Linked DNA regions of Anas platyrhynchos: region 1 is linked to region 2. Evidence: chromatin contacts called from public Hi-C data. All regions are on one chromosome and are shown on one strand. Each heading gives the region's core, a stretch centred on a gene start, on an enhancer-like site or on the middle of the called end of the contact. The rest is flanking DNA. Distances are from core to core; before and after follow the strand shown.

Region 1 (2,700 bases), core at 56-2,555, 290 kb after region 2:
CAGCCTGATTTTCATCACCCAGAACATGGGAACACTGTACATCTTTTTTAGGATAGGATAGGATAGGATAGGATAGGATAGGATAGGATAGGATAGGATGGGATGGGATGGGATGGGATGGGATGGGATGGGATGGGATGGGATGGGATGGGATGGGATGGGATGGGATGGGATCGGATGGGATAGGATAGGATAGGATAGGACAGGACAGGACAGGACAGAATAGAAGAGTTCAGTTGGAAGGGCCCTTCAAAGATCACTAAGTCCAACTGCCTGACCACCTCAGGGCTAAATGTAAGTTCAAGCACATTAATGAGGGCATTATCCAAGTGCCTCCTAAACAGTAGCAGGCCTGGGGCATCAACCTAGGATGCCTGTTCCTGTGTTTGACCACCTTCACGGTAAAGCCATTGTTCCTCATGCCCAGTCTTGCTCCAGACTGAAAAGCAGTCCATCTTTTGATTTAAAACGCCTCTGGAAGGAAGATGACATCAAAAGCTGGTTACAAGGACGCAACTTATGAATTTCCCGGAATAACCGAGCGCAGAAGCTGGCCCCAACACCCGGACCATGCAAACGCCCTGCAGCGTTTCCCACCCCTTGCCTCCGGCGGGCCAAGTCCTGCCCGGCACGGCCACTGCGCGGCGGCAGAGGCGGAGCGGAGCAGCTCGGCCCTGCTTTCCGCAGCCCCGCAGCGACACCCAGCGGTCCCGGCCTCGGGGCTACTCTCCGGGGCGCGCTCCCTACGCGGCGCGTCCGAGGGCTGGTGGCCGCCGGCGGGCCCCGGCGCTGCGCTGGGGCTGCCAGCTCAAAGCCTTTGACCTGAGGTGGGATCGCACTGGTGGGCAGGTGTTGTGGTTTAACAAGCCGGCAGCTAAGCACCACACAGCCGTTCGCTCACCCTCCCCCCTCCCTCTCTGGGATTGGGGGAGAGAAGCGGGAAAGTGAAACCTGTGAGTTGAGATAAAGACAGTTTATTAAGACAGGAAAGTAATAACAACAACAATAATAATAATAACAATAATGATGATAATAGTACTACTACTAATAATGTGTATGAAACAAGTGATGCACAATGCAATTGCTCACCACCCGCTGACTGATGCCCAGCCTAACCCCAAGCAGCTGGCCCCCCACCCTGGCCAGCCACCCCTATCTGTTGTTCAGCATGACCCCAGATGGGATGGAATACCCCTTTGGCCAGTTTGGGTCAGCTGTGCTGGGTCTGTCCCCTCCCAGCTCCTGCTGCACCCCCAGCCTGCCCGCTGGCAGGACAGAGCAAGAAGCTGAAACGTCCTTGGCTTGGTGTAAGCACTGCTCTGCAACAATTAAAACATCAGCGTGTTATCAGCACTCTTCTCATCCTAACCCAAAACATAACACCCTAGCTACTAGGAGAAAAATTAACTCTATCCTAGCTGAAACCAGGACAGCAGGGCGAGTGCGGAGCAGAAATGAAGCCAGGGAAATTCCACAATTTATACCACATAGGAGATCAGATTAGATTATCACAGTGCATCCTTCAGGGCTGACAACTGTGAATCTGATGGTGAATCAGTAGCTCCTCTACCTCTCCACCCTGGATGGTTCAAAGACCTGCTTCTGAGTGCTCGCTATCTTTATTATGCAAGACACTGTACCCACTGGCCACCTTTCTCTGTTCCCATCTGCCTGGTACCCGGTACAAATCACAGCGCTGCAAGAGAGAGCTAACAAACTTTCCAGCAGTGTGCTCATGCTTCATCAGCCAGGTCAACAGGTAGGAGGCATCTCCCTGTAGCAGGGCTTTTCTCCCCAAAAGCCACCACATCCAGATGCATCGTCTGCATTGAACACAACCCATCGCCAATATGTGATTGGGTTAGTGCAAGCGATTTGCCAAGCCAGTGAGCAAAAAGCACCATGAAGTAACATTTTGCTGCTACATCTGCGCTGCATTGGCACACAAGGGAGCTCAGAGAGGCAGGCAGTGCCAAAGCAGACTGACTTTACCATGGCTGAACTGAAAACAGATGAATGCGGTATTGTCAACTTCAACCAGCCAGAAACTATGCCATGCATCCAAAAATCATATGATAGGAATTTTTAAAAGAATGATTTCAAGGAATTTTGCTTTACTTTTTGGTGTTTCCAATCTGCTGTACTCAAGAGAATGGAAAACATCCCCTTCAGTATGTATAATCATAAGGTCTCTACATCTCATGCAGTCCTCCGGGTCTGGCTCTTAGGCCAATACTAAACACTGAGCTGAATCATAAAACTAGGGGAAGTGTCAGCACTGACTAGGGTGCACAATTGCAGAAACAAACAACCTCATGCAGGCAGGCACCAGCAACCCCCCTTTCTCCACTGGACAGCAGCCAGCTTGTTGGCGAGTGCCTCTCCAGTGCTCTAGACTCAGTGTTGAGAGCCAGAGCAAGCAGCAGCACAGAGCCATGGTCGAAAAACAGTATGTCTATGCAACCAGTACAGCTACATTGCCAATGGCTTTTAAAAGAAAATATAGCACATTTCTCTGACTGCATGAAGAGTTCACAACACTTGCAAAGTTCAGGGCTGCTATATGAATACAATACAGAGAGCTTGTTTTTTTCTACTTTCTTTATTCTCTTCAGGATTTGTATCTGGCTATTTTAACAGCTACTCCTGGAGGCTGGAAGGATGAATAGTTATTATATATAGAAACCTTCAGCTAGCTTA
Region 2 (2,700 bases), core at 88-2,587:
CATATGCAAGTGGGGCTATAAACTTCATTACTGTAGGTCAGCTCTTCAGGGTAAAACTGTATCCAGATGACTCTTTAACTTTTTATTGTCGTTCTTTAATTGTGAATTTTATTTAAGGTAATAATGTGAATATGATAGTAAAAATGTGGTGGTGGTGTTTTTTGGCAGATTTCCCTCTGCTTTCTAACAAGAAACCTGGGCTACACTGGAAGGAGAGCTCAGCCAGCTGTCAAAGTGATCTCAGAGAGGATCAGTTCCAAACACAGGTATGAAAGAGAATTGATCAGAGTAGCACTAGCGCTACTACTGTTGGGACATGCCTGCTTGCAGCAGGATTGTCTGAGCATCCTTTGCTCTTTTACATAGTTTTGGTACTCTCAGTAACCAGCAAAAGTTGGAGTTATGCTGTTATACATAGGGAAGAGATTCTGCTCTGATTGGTATAACCATTCCCAAATCACGTGGCTAAGTCACATTTGCTTTCTGTGAGACTAAGACTTTGATCATGCTGAGATTTGGACACTAACCTCTTGTGTCAGCCAATATGTAAGCTTCCTTCACAACACAGGGCTTAGTTGCCACTGGCATTTGCTTTGTGCCACAGTTTTTTCTCAAAGGAGAGCAAACCCCAGATCTCTGGCTCTTGGTGCTCCTGAGCTAGCTGTTGGTCTAGCCACATGCTCATAGGTCTGGATGGGAGGTGGGTCTTCAGGTGGTGTGTGTTGGGCAAAAGGACACATGTCAGTACTGGGGCAGTAAGAGGGTATCACATCCAGATGGTTTAAATGCTCCCTCTGTTGCTGTGCTATGGGATGAGAGGCAAGTGCCAGCACTGGTCTTAGAGAGCAGATCTGAGAGCTGAGGTGAGGTGTCAAGCAGTTGCATAGCACTGGCCAGAGGAAACCTAGCAAAGGAGATGGGGAGACTTTAGGCTGCTAGTGCCCTTAGATGTACGTGTCTGATGTTTACCACTAGCATTAGATGGGCAGAAGACTTCTTTTCCTAATTCACAGCAAGCTCTTGACTCTACACCTCCCCCAGCTCGTGAGCATCTTCAGGTTCCTACAAGTCCTAGGCTTCCTTTTGTAGTTTCTGCTTTGGATGAGGAAGGGTGGGCCTGTTGCAAGCATAACACTGTAGCAGAAGTCATGACCAACAGTCATGAGCAGAGCACAGTCCGTCCCCCTGACTAAGAGCCAGGCCAAGTCCTCTGTGTCCTAGCCTGTTGTCCTCACCCTTGGGTTAAAGTGATTAAAATTGCTTGACCTCAGGGTCTGTGTTCCAAAAAAATCGAATCTTCAACATCCATGGTGCTAGCTGAAATCCGGTCCAGCACAATAGGGCCAGGAAGGGAGTGTCCCTGGAGGGCAGAGCAGCACAATGCTGCCTGGCCATGCTGCACACAAGGAGAGATGATCGTCATGCTGCGATTTCCACTTGACACATATCGCTTGGCAGCATTTCTCTTACTCTAAAGAGATATTAAGTGGGTGTTTATTCATTTATTGGTGTTTCTCATGTTTTTATCTGAGATCCTGGCCAGTGTTAATTTCAGTCATCAAATACAACTACGAAGCAGAAAGTAATCATTATTACCTTACTTCCTATGCGACTTCCTATGCATCTAGGAAATGAGAAGTTAGATTAATGGCTTTACGCATGTGAATTTGGGAATCTGGCATAGAAGTGGAAACAGGAATTAAATCTTCTAGCCATCCGTTATCTCATAGCATTGAGGATAAAATGCCCCACCTTTTAAAAAGAAAAAAAAACTGTAGTTTTGGTCTGTTGGCTAGGTAATGTGGGCACTTATTCTTGTTACTGTCTACAGCAGAATGTTTTAGTGGTTGGAGTAATTAATTTAAATCTTCACCAAAGGAAAAAAAAATAATAAAAGAGAACTAATTGAATTGTTTAAACTACCATCTTGCATTTTACAATTATTTCTGGGTTACTTCATTCATTTGTACCTGCACCATGTGAGCATACAATATTATAAAAGTGGTTGGAGAGGATGGATTATGGCCTCCTCTGCTTGCTGTAAACTGTAATGTGATGCAACTGAAACGTACGCAGGAGAATAGAGCAGATCGACTTTGTGTATTTTCCTGTAGGTAGGACTCTTTCTTTCCAAGGAAAACGTTGAAGATGATTCATAAAGACATGACAGATTCTTAGTAGAATTACGTTATTTGCAGACTATTAAAACTTCCCATAGAATATTAGATCTCCTCTCCTAGGTAAATATTATCCCTTTAGGGAGAAAAGCTTTCTTTTTTTTTTCTTACTGTATTGTCATCTATGTATGTGTGTGTATCTATATATAAAAAATTATGATAGTATCATGTTAATATTTAAATTGATTGAAATATTATATAGAATAAAAGATACAGTAAACTATATTTTTCTAACACCAGTTAACTTTTTTCCCTTACACTTGACAGTTGACTTCTTACAAGAATCCACCAAAAGTTACAAGAGGACACGTCCAACGCTACAGCCCAGTATCTCAAAGAAAAGAAAAAGTCAGAGAGATGCATGAAGATGTCCATCTCTACATGCCTCATTGTCCATTTCAGAGCAGGGCCAGAGGTTCTCCACGGATCCCTCGTGGAAATGGGACGCTGACTGATGATTTTTTGGAGCCTGAAGATATAGATTGTCACACTGGAACATGTACGGGCCAGAGCTGGAATGAAA

The links. A called contact is a pair of places that touch in the nucleus more often than the background predicts.
Region 1: a contact with region 2 is called in a Hi-C map of subcutaneous adipose tissue, with 3 times the contacts expected there. The contact joins two enhancer-like sites. A contact is called at or near these places in 2 of 8 Hi-C or Micro-C datasets (skeletal muscle and subcutaneous adipose tissue).

Annotation. Positions count from the first base shown.
Region 1 is chr5:66,341,621-66,344,320 of IASCAAS_PekinDuck_T2T, forward strand. No RefSeq gene overlaps it. Among named protein-coding and RNA genes, the nearest start is that of RASSF10, 30 kb to the right of the region's middle. Within about 2 kb of position 1,306, at least 3 of the 8 cell types and tissues checked have an H3K27ac peak or open chromatin away from gene starts, as enhancers often do. A contact at or near this core is called in subcutaneous adipose tissue, where this site is marked.
Region 2 is chr5:66,046,879-66,049,578 of IASCAAS_PekinDuck_T2T, forward strand. MICAL2 (microtubule associated monooxygenase, calponin and LIM domain containing 2) reads left to right here. Exons shown (of 36, transcript XM_072039424.1): 29 at 169-266; 30 at 2,445-2,700. Among named protein-coding and RNA genes, the nearest start is that of PARVA, 27 kb to the right of the region's middle. Within about 2 kb of position 1,338, at least 1 of the 8 cell types and tissues checked has an H3K27ac peak or open chromatin away from gene starts, as enhancers often do. A contact at or near this core is called in subcutaneous adipose tissue, where this site is marked.